Regions from separate parts of the Hordeum vulgare genome. Here region 2 is linked to region 1. Evidence: chromatin contacts called from public Hi-C data. All regions are on one chromosome and are shown on one strand. Each heading gives the region's core, a stretch centred on a gene start, on an enhancer-like site or on the middle of the called end of the contact. The rest is flanking DNA. Distances are from core to core; before and after follow the strand shown.

Region 1 (3,935 bases), core at 985-3,484:
TGAGCTCAAAGCCATGGCCTTGCAGATTCCATCTCTATATGGACTCAATTCTTATCTTGAAACCAGATCTACGGCAACTTGAGTAAAGAGATTAATGTTTACTCCAAGAGATGATCAGCTTATAAGCCCCAAAAGATAAAAGTTGGGAAGATGGTTATGAACCTAGGAACAGAATTATATTAGTATTAGGACAAGTTAAACAATTAAACAGTCAAGGAAAGAGAAAAGGAGCTATTAAGGGACATTCTGTCTCACCGAGAAGGTGAGAACAATGTAAGAACTGCATCACAAACAACATGATGTTCTGCGCTTAAAGGGTACTCGTATATAAAAGGTGAACAGCTACCTCATGGCATGCATCTTTCATACTGTTTGCCTGGAATTCAATAGCAGTACGGTCCAGAGAAACGAAAAATGTCACACATTTCAAATGTCAGACATACAAAAAATTGTCATATTGAGTTGTAACGAAAGAACATAATGTCATGAGCTTACCAATATTTTCACATTTAAACTGGAGGAATGCGGAGCCTGCACTATGTTGAAATCAGAGACAAAACCAACAGGCTACCAAGGTATACAAGTATATAAATGTTGGCTAAAGGGGGAAGAGCCCCTCCTTTAACTGTCCGTTAGTTAGGTAGAAAATGAGACTTCCCTGCGGGTTGGACATGGGTGGGCGAGCTCACACCCATGAGCTTCAAGCCAACCGAGCTAGCGCTCAGTTCTCAAGTACATCAGTATATGGGTCATCAGTAAACAGAACTTGGTCGTTCTGAGACCCGATATTGCTAAATCCCCATACGGAAAAAGATCTGGCTTCAATATGCAAATCCACGCAGAAAGCAGGTTGGTTCACTAGTTCCAGTAACAAAATAATCTCATTGCTCAAGTGTATTGTCAGGTCCACGGGCATGAACATACATTTCAGCATAAGGATGTAAGAAGTTTTGTCCAAGTACTCATCCGAGGAACAAAACCTTGGTCCACCATTTGCTTCAAGACATGATGTGCATCATCTAAGCAGTTAACACTACAGAAGCCATCAATTAGCAGCTTGTAAGATGAGAAACTAGGTCTCAGACTTTCAGCACTCATCATACCAACCAGGTCCTTCGCCTCCACAAAGTTCTTTGAGGCCACAAGGCCATCAAGAAGTACCTGATAAGTCCCTGAATTAGGATGGCAGCCCTGAGACGACATCGACTTGAACAGATCATATGCAGAGGTCACCCTTCCCTCTCTGCAGAGACCAGATACCAATATATTGTAAACAACCGTATCCGCATCGATTTCCTCCTTGCGCATTCTCTCAAACAGCTCGAACGCCTCATCCACCCGGCAGTTCCGGCAGAGGAAATGCATCAGGGTCGAATAGGTCATCGCATTAGGCCGGCAGTCCTGCTTCGGCATCTCATCCAGCAGCGAAAGGGCCTCGTTGAATCTCCCAAATTGGCACAGCCCCTTGATAAGGATGTTGAAGCAGCAGGTGTCCAGTTCCACGCCCAGCCTGGGCGCGCTGGAGTACACCTCGTGGACAACCTCGTACTGCCGCCTGCACACGAGCATGTGGAGCACATAGTTGAAGGTCTTGGTGGACGGCCAGCAGCCGTACTCGGACATCGCGTAGAGCGTCTCCATGGCCTTCTCGGGGTGGTTGGCCACATTGCCGTACATCTTGATGAGCCTGTAGAAGAAGTCGTCCGAGAACCTGAACCGCTCGGCCCTCGCCCTGGCCAGCAGCTCCTCCACGTCGCCGAACCGCCGGGCGCCGGCGAGCCGGTCGATCATCAGGCCGTAGAGGGCCTCGCTGGGCTTGTAGTCCCTCCGGGCGCAGGCCTTCCTGAAGACGCTGGTTATCAGAGCGGCGTCCCTGATGCTCGCGAAGATCTTGAGCACCTCGTTCGGGGCGAGCCAGTCCCTGTGGTCCAGCCGGCCGATCCAGTGGCCGTCGTCGCAGGCCGTGGAGCGCAGCCTCAGGAATGGGGGAACCGCGCGCCGCGCCAGGGGTCTCGACATGCTGCCGCCGGGAAGTGGGAATCGGATGGGGGCGGGGCTGGACTACTCGAGAAGTGGTTGGAGAGTTTATCGGGGAGGTGGGGGTGTGCGTGGCAAGGAAGGAGGTGGACTGCGCTGGGGGAGGTTCGGTGGCCGGCGGCGAATGGGTGAGGACTGAGGAGAAGAGAGGCGGAGGCGGAGGCGTCGCTGGGCGGCGGCGATGTGCGCCTAGTAGCATGGTGGGCCTTGGGCTCTTTCTTAGGGAAAGCCCAACTCGTGTGGTTTGTGTAAACTAATATATAAACTATATTATGAGACATCTCACAACATGACCGCGTGGCCTAATGGATAAGGCGCTCGCCTCCGGAGCGGGAGATTCTGGGTTCGAGTCCCAGCGTGGTCGTTCAATTTTTTTCTTTTTTTTCTTTTCTTTCTTTTCTTTTCTTTTGTTTCCTGAATTGATTTAGACTTAAGAAAGCTTTAAACAGTTAAGATACTTTTGTGGTCAGTCTCCCTCGCTAGTCTTCCCTTCACATTTTTCTTATGATTTGTGATCTTCATAATTAACAATGCCTCGGCTCCGGTCAATAGTTTATGTTAGTGTTTTTTCATTGCTGGTTTCAATGGTAAAGGGCGAATCCTTGCCATTTTCCATTTATATAATTGCATTGAGGATACGCGCCACCAACAACCAAGTAGTAACACATTTCGCATCACTAACCTCATAAGTTCTATCCGTATTGAATCGACACAGCTTTTTTTTTTTGAGACAAGAATCGACACAGTTGTTGCAGCACTAATCTAATTTCGATTTCAATGGGCTGAGGGTGTGGGCCCAAACACACAAGGAATCCAAAGAAAATGTCTCCAGTCTTTGGTATTCACTTTGTGCGTTCGGTTTATTCGGTTTACATGGCTCGATTTATATGTTTTTCAGTTTGAACAGTATTAATACTTCGGTAAATACGGTATGAATTTTAGATACGGTTCGGTTTCGATATATACCAAATTATTTTGGCATGAATTGGTATATACCATAAAAATCAAAGTTTACACGAATTGGAAAGTGACACATAACAATTTACAAATTTGTGACTCAGTTCACATATTCTTTTATACAAAGAGTATATAACTATATGCAAGTGTATATGCATGCATGTATTCAATGGTCATGGACGTGCTTGGAATTCTTTTCACGAGAAATATGACTATGTTACAAGAAACATAGATGCGCTTAACAGGAAATCTAGCTTTTGTCCAAAAAATAACTACTTGTATGGTTATTTGCCCCAAGATATATAAATATGTTTTTTATTTCGGTTTATTCTGTTATCCATTCGGTTTTTTTATATATACCATAAAAACCAAAATTCAAAACAGTATGAAAAGTTCATAGTATATCGGAACCATAAACCATAAAAACCATAAAATTGGTTCGGTTCAATTTATATTCGCTATGGTTTTTCAGATCGGTTTTAAAATGCACACAGTGATTTGATATGCACTCCCGGGCAATCAGTAGTGATTTGATATGCACTCCCGGGCAATCAGGGAAGAACGGTATATTTCTTTTGTCTTTCTGAATCATTATAGGGACCAGTTCTTTTGCTGGCTTGTAGAATGAGCTGGAATAAGGTCAACCAAATTATTATTTTGGAAGTCTCCTAGTTAAGACTTGACTAATAGGCTTTTAAAAATATATTTTTGGTTGGGTTTCTAAAAGCCCAGAAAAGCCACCAAAATAACTATGCCTAGGATTTCCTTTATGCATATATTATTATTATCAAGGTGTCAAAATAACATGGCATGTGACCTAGTGCAACCTAAGAAATGGAGCATATGATTCAAATCTCCCGGAAAGAAAAACCTTTTTGAATACACTCCTCAATTCTATGGCCGTGGTTTTTATAGGGAACAAAAGGAAAGAGATACACCAA
Region 2 (3,935 bases), core at 937-3,436, 180 kb before region 1:
ACGCCGGTTCATCCTTGGTATCATCTTGGATGCCAGCCATAGCATCGACTATCAGTCCGCCTGCTTCTGCAGCTTTTCGAAGGATACCACAGTGCTGCGACACATAACAACCAATAAAGCATAAGCCAGATGCATCAGTAGATAAAACAGCTAGGATGGCCAAGGAGAACAAATTTCCATTCACTTTGTACCTTTGCAGCTTCAGCTACAATTTCTGAAAGTTCAATAGTCGTAATATCGTTCAAAGCCGGCAACAAATTTGCAACCAGAACTACCTGCAGAATCAGCATTTGGTTACCAGCTTATGCTGAGTGTCTGAGTAGCAGTAGAAAGAGTAATCATTGAATGGTTATTTCACAACGTTGCTCAAACTGGGGAAGTCATCTTTCTATCAGTTCCGGCATTCAGTCTTTCAGTCTGGTTTATGCAAATAAAATAAAATTTCCAGATCTGGCATACAGTCTATATTTTCAAGTAAGGACAACATGAATGTAAATTACACACTATGGCATGCAATATATTGCTTGTCTCCGGTCCATGATGCAATCTCTTGAAACAGCAGAGCGTTTGTTCTTTTCAATTCAAACTATAATGTGTTGCAAACCTAGCAAAATGTGTTCTTATTTTCATACTCTCAATTTATACCTCAACCCCACGGCATAGAAATTCTCGTGCTAAAGGAAGCATTCCTAGGACCACATCAGCACATGCGTTATCAACAGAAATAAGTGCTCTTTTGTATGGCTGATCCTTCTTAAGCATTCTACTTTTGAACGTATCGAAGTCATCAATCTGAAACAAAAGATACCATCATTACAATTATCTGGTCATATATTAGTATAACTCGTAAAATATAATTTGGGTAACTCGTGCATTGCAATAACATTTGAATTTGAGACTTGGAATACTTGCCCGCCAAGGACGTTGCATCTTTTTGCGGCTCATGCGATAAATTTCTATTATGGTTCCTTGATTGTAAAGGTCCACGCAAGCTTTAGACCCCCAATCAAATATTTTTGCAACAAGGACACCTTCAATTAGCGCAAGCAATCTATCTTCCTGAAAACATCGAGCATAAAAGTAAAACTCAGACGAATTCATAATTCTAGAGATGAAACTGAGTGTAGATTGCTGAACTACCGGCCAGCAGCATGTGACTGTCACAGAAGCATGCAAGCAAAAAAATCAACAAAAAACTGCTTACCGTGGCACTGGCGGATGGGGCCAGAACAGATCTGATTCTCAGTTACACAATATGTGGCAGTTTATGAAATTTTTATTATTTTTTTGCTGCGATATTAACCAAAATTTTAAAAAAAACATCTACGCGCTGTGCCAATGGATAAAGAAGGGAAACATTCTCTCATACCTCATCCATACTATCAAGTTCCATGAGTAGATCAGGTAAAATAGCCAGTGAAGCTTCATTTTCCCTTCATGCAGAAAGCATCAAACAATTGAAGTAGCTAGAGTAGAGATATTTACCGAGAACCATGAAGAGGTTATGAACTAACCTTTGCTTGATACTAACATATGGATCGAAAAATTGAAATTCTCTCAAACATTCTTCTCTCAACTCCAACAGGTTGGCTAAACCAAACTTCCCATAAGCAGCAGGCTCCTCAGTCAACCTAAACTTTAACACATAAGTAAGGCAACAAAGCGATAGCATGCAATACAGTTTACACTATGGCTGTTTGGTCAAAACCGAACAGTATGTTAAGTATGTCAAAAATATTGGCTAAGTCGTGGCCAAGAAAAATGGCACCGCGAGTGTGCCAAGCCATAGTTGTGGCAGCCAAACACCAATGGCATGCAACTACAATTGTGTACCTTGCCAAATGAGCAGAAAAGGCATGTGCAAACGCATCTCCACGCCGTTTTGCGTCATCAGTCCCACCTTCGCTGGCAACCGTCTGCAAACAGTATTAGTGTTTAGTACAGAGATACTTTTCAAGTTTACACATACACTTAAATTCACTGCTATGCCAATTTTAACGCCGATAGAACCGTGAATATAGGAGCTCAAGCCACGAGTACGCCGCCGTCGCCGCCTCAGCAGCAGCAGCGTCCTCCTCCGCCGCCGCGGAAGCAGAGGCTCCCTCCTCCTCCATCCCGTTCTCCGCCGCGTCCCCGAACTCCGCGACGGACGGCGCGGCTGCTTGCTCCTCCGCCGCTTCTTCCATCGGTTGAAGGAAGGCACCAACGTGGCATGGGGGCGGAGGTCGCCGGCGTGGCATGGGGGACGGAGGTAGCAGCCAGATTGGATCGAGGAGGGGTTGGTTGTGTTTGGAGCGGGAGTGGTTGACCGAGGACGTGTGGGACGCGAAGAAGCGGGGGATTAGCGCTAACGAGAATTGAGTTACTTTCGTTAATGAAGCATCTAGACCGTTGATGACATGATTAAACGCTTCAGATCTATAGTTAGATCTGCCTCTCGTACTTTTATTAGTACAGATAAATTTCTGTTAATAAAGTAAGATGGACTAAAAGAGAGGCGAGGGACAGTTCGATCAGGCCAAGTTTTAGGTCCGTGAGTTCAGCAGTCCCAATTCTATAAATAGTTTGATGCTAACTGTTGGTTGTTTATCCCTTTAGTCTTGTTTTTCCAACATTTATACTCTTTTATATTAATAATTGGTTTAGACATCTTATGTTTCAAGAACCAGAAAATATGAATCTGGTTACTAGAAATATAAGATCTTTTAGAAAAAAATAGAGGATTTAGTTCAACATCATAAAGGAGTTATATTAGATAACTTGAATGTATAGTAGTTTTAATTTTCCGAAAAAGTAGAGGCCTCATTTTAGCGTTTGCCACAGGGCCATAAATTTTGCCGGCCCGGTCCTGTGCCCGTCGCCTCTCTCTTCTCGCCCACCTCGCCTGCAACCACCTCGCCCACCTCGCCGGCAACCACCTTGCCCACCTCGCCGTCCACGGCCTTGCCCACCTCACCGGTCACCATCTCTCCCCGTTGCCGCCATCTTTCTCCCGCCTCCACTCGCACCCCACTCGAGTCACACCCCACATCTAAGGTCAAAGCTTGGATTTTTTTTTCTCCAGCGGCGAGCTTCTAGGAGACAGAGGCACTGGATATGTGTGCGCCACCGCTTGATTGGCGTGCACCTGCTCTCGTTCTGGAGTCAGAGGCGTTGGATGCGGTGCGGAGGCGATCTTGTGGGCGACGGAGCAATGTTCGTTGGCGACGACGCACTTGACACAAGTGGTCGTTGCTGTTGAGAAGATGAAGGGTGAAGCGGGTGCTGCTCGCGTGCAGGGGTGGAGGGTCGCGGGGGGTCGCCGTCGGCCTCGCCAGGCACCGCTGCACGTACTCCCTCTCACATTGTCGACTTGTCGTTGTTCCCCTTTTCTTCCTGTTGTTCGGTTCTGAATGTAAGCGCGGACGCGTACAGGCTGGTCCTAGTGGGCGACGAGGGCGCCCTAACCGCGACAACGGAGGAGGTGTGGCGCGGCACGACCGAAGGGGAGGCGACCGTTGTGATGGTTGGGTTTGGACATCGCAGCCTACGACGAGGCACTGCTCGGCGCCCTGGTGAACTGCTGCTCCTACGAGGGTATGCACATGCCCAATTTTCCAATTGACCGAACTTTTTTTACACATGCCCAAGCCCGACTAATCACCAACCTACTCTTGAGTACGTGAATCCTGAAATCGATAGGAGTAAATCATTGCTCACTCCTTATCTGAATCCTGAAATCCTTTTCATTATTCAGTACTCCAATAATTTCAATGCTCACAGAAATCCTGAATGCCTACATGACCATGATGTTCTTTCTTGGTGTCAATGTACAGTTTTACCTAAGAAAATCAAAGAAATCCATTTAATGAGCACATTTGCTAACAATAAATCAATGTTAATGAATTACTCCATTTGTTAACATCTGTATTTAGCAGTATATGCTCTGCTGCATA

What was found. Hi-C and Micro-C count contacts between places; a contact is called where the count stands out from the background.
Region 2: a contact with region 1 is called in a Hi-C map of seedling, with 2.3 times the contacts expected there. The contact joins the promoter of LOC123408476 here to the promoter of LOC123407526 in region 1. A contact is called at or near these places in 1 of 6 Hi-C or Micro-C datasets (seedling) and 1 of 1 datasets of contacts at active chromatin or transcription factors (embryo).

What each region holds. Positions count from the first base shown.
Region 1 is chr7H:128,945,508-128,949,442 of MorexV3_pseudomolecules_assembly, reverse strand. It overlaps LOC123407526 (pentatricopeptide repeat-containing protein At3g14580, mitochondrial-like), which reads right to left and starts at 2,234. Exons shown (of 4, transcript XM_045100686.1): 1 at 496-2,234; 2 at 347-376; 3 at 1-162. The coding sequence starts at 2,019. The coding sequence ends at 928. It overlaps TRNAR-CCG (a tRNA gene), which reads left to right and starts at 2,329; the gene lies at 2,329-2,401. LOC123407525 reads right to left here. Exons shown (of 10, transcript XM_045100679.1): 10 at 3,855-3,935.
Region 2 is chr7H:129,124,588-129,128,522 of MorexV3_pseudomolecules_assembly, reverse strand. It overlaps LOC123408476 (pantothenate kinase 2-like), which reads right to left and starts at 2,186. Exons shown (of 6, transcript XM_045101579.1): 1 at 2,067-2,186; 2 at 1,834-1,916; 3 at 1,515-1,631; 4 at 1,370-1,433; 5 at 913-1,059; 6 at 511-792. The coding sequence starts at 2,186. The coding sequence ends at 640. It overlaps LOC123413274 (a long non-coding RNA gene), which reads left to right and starts at 2,807. Exons shown (of 3, transcript XR_006613716.1): 1 at 2,807-3,329; 2 at 3,415-3,576.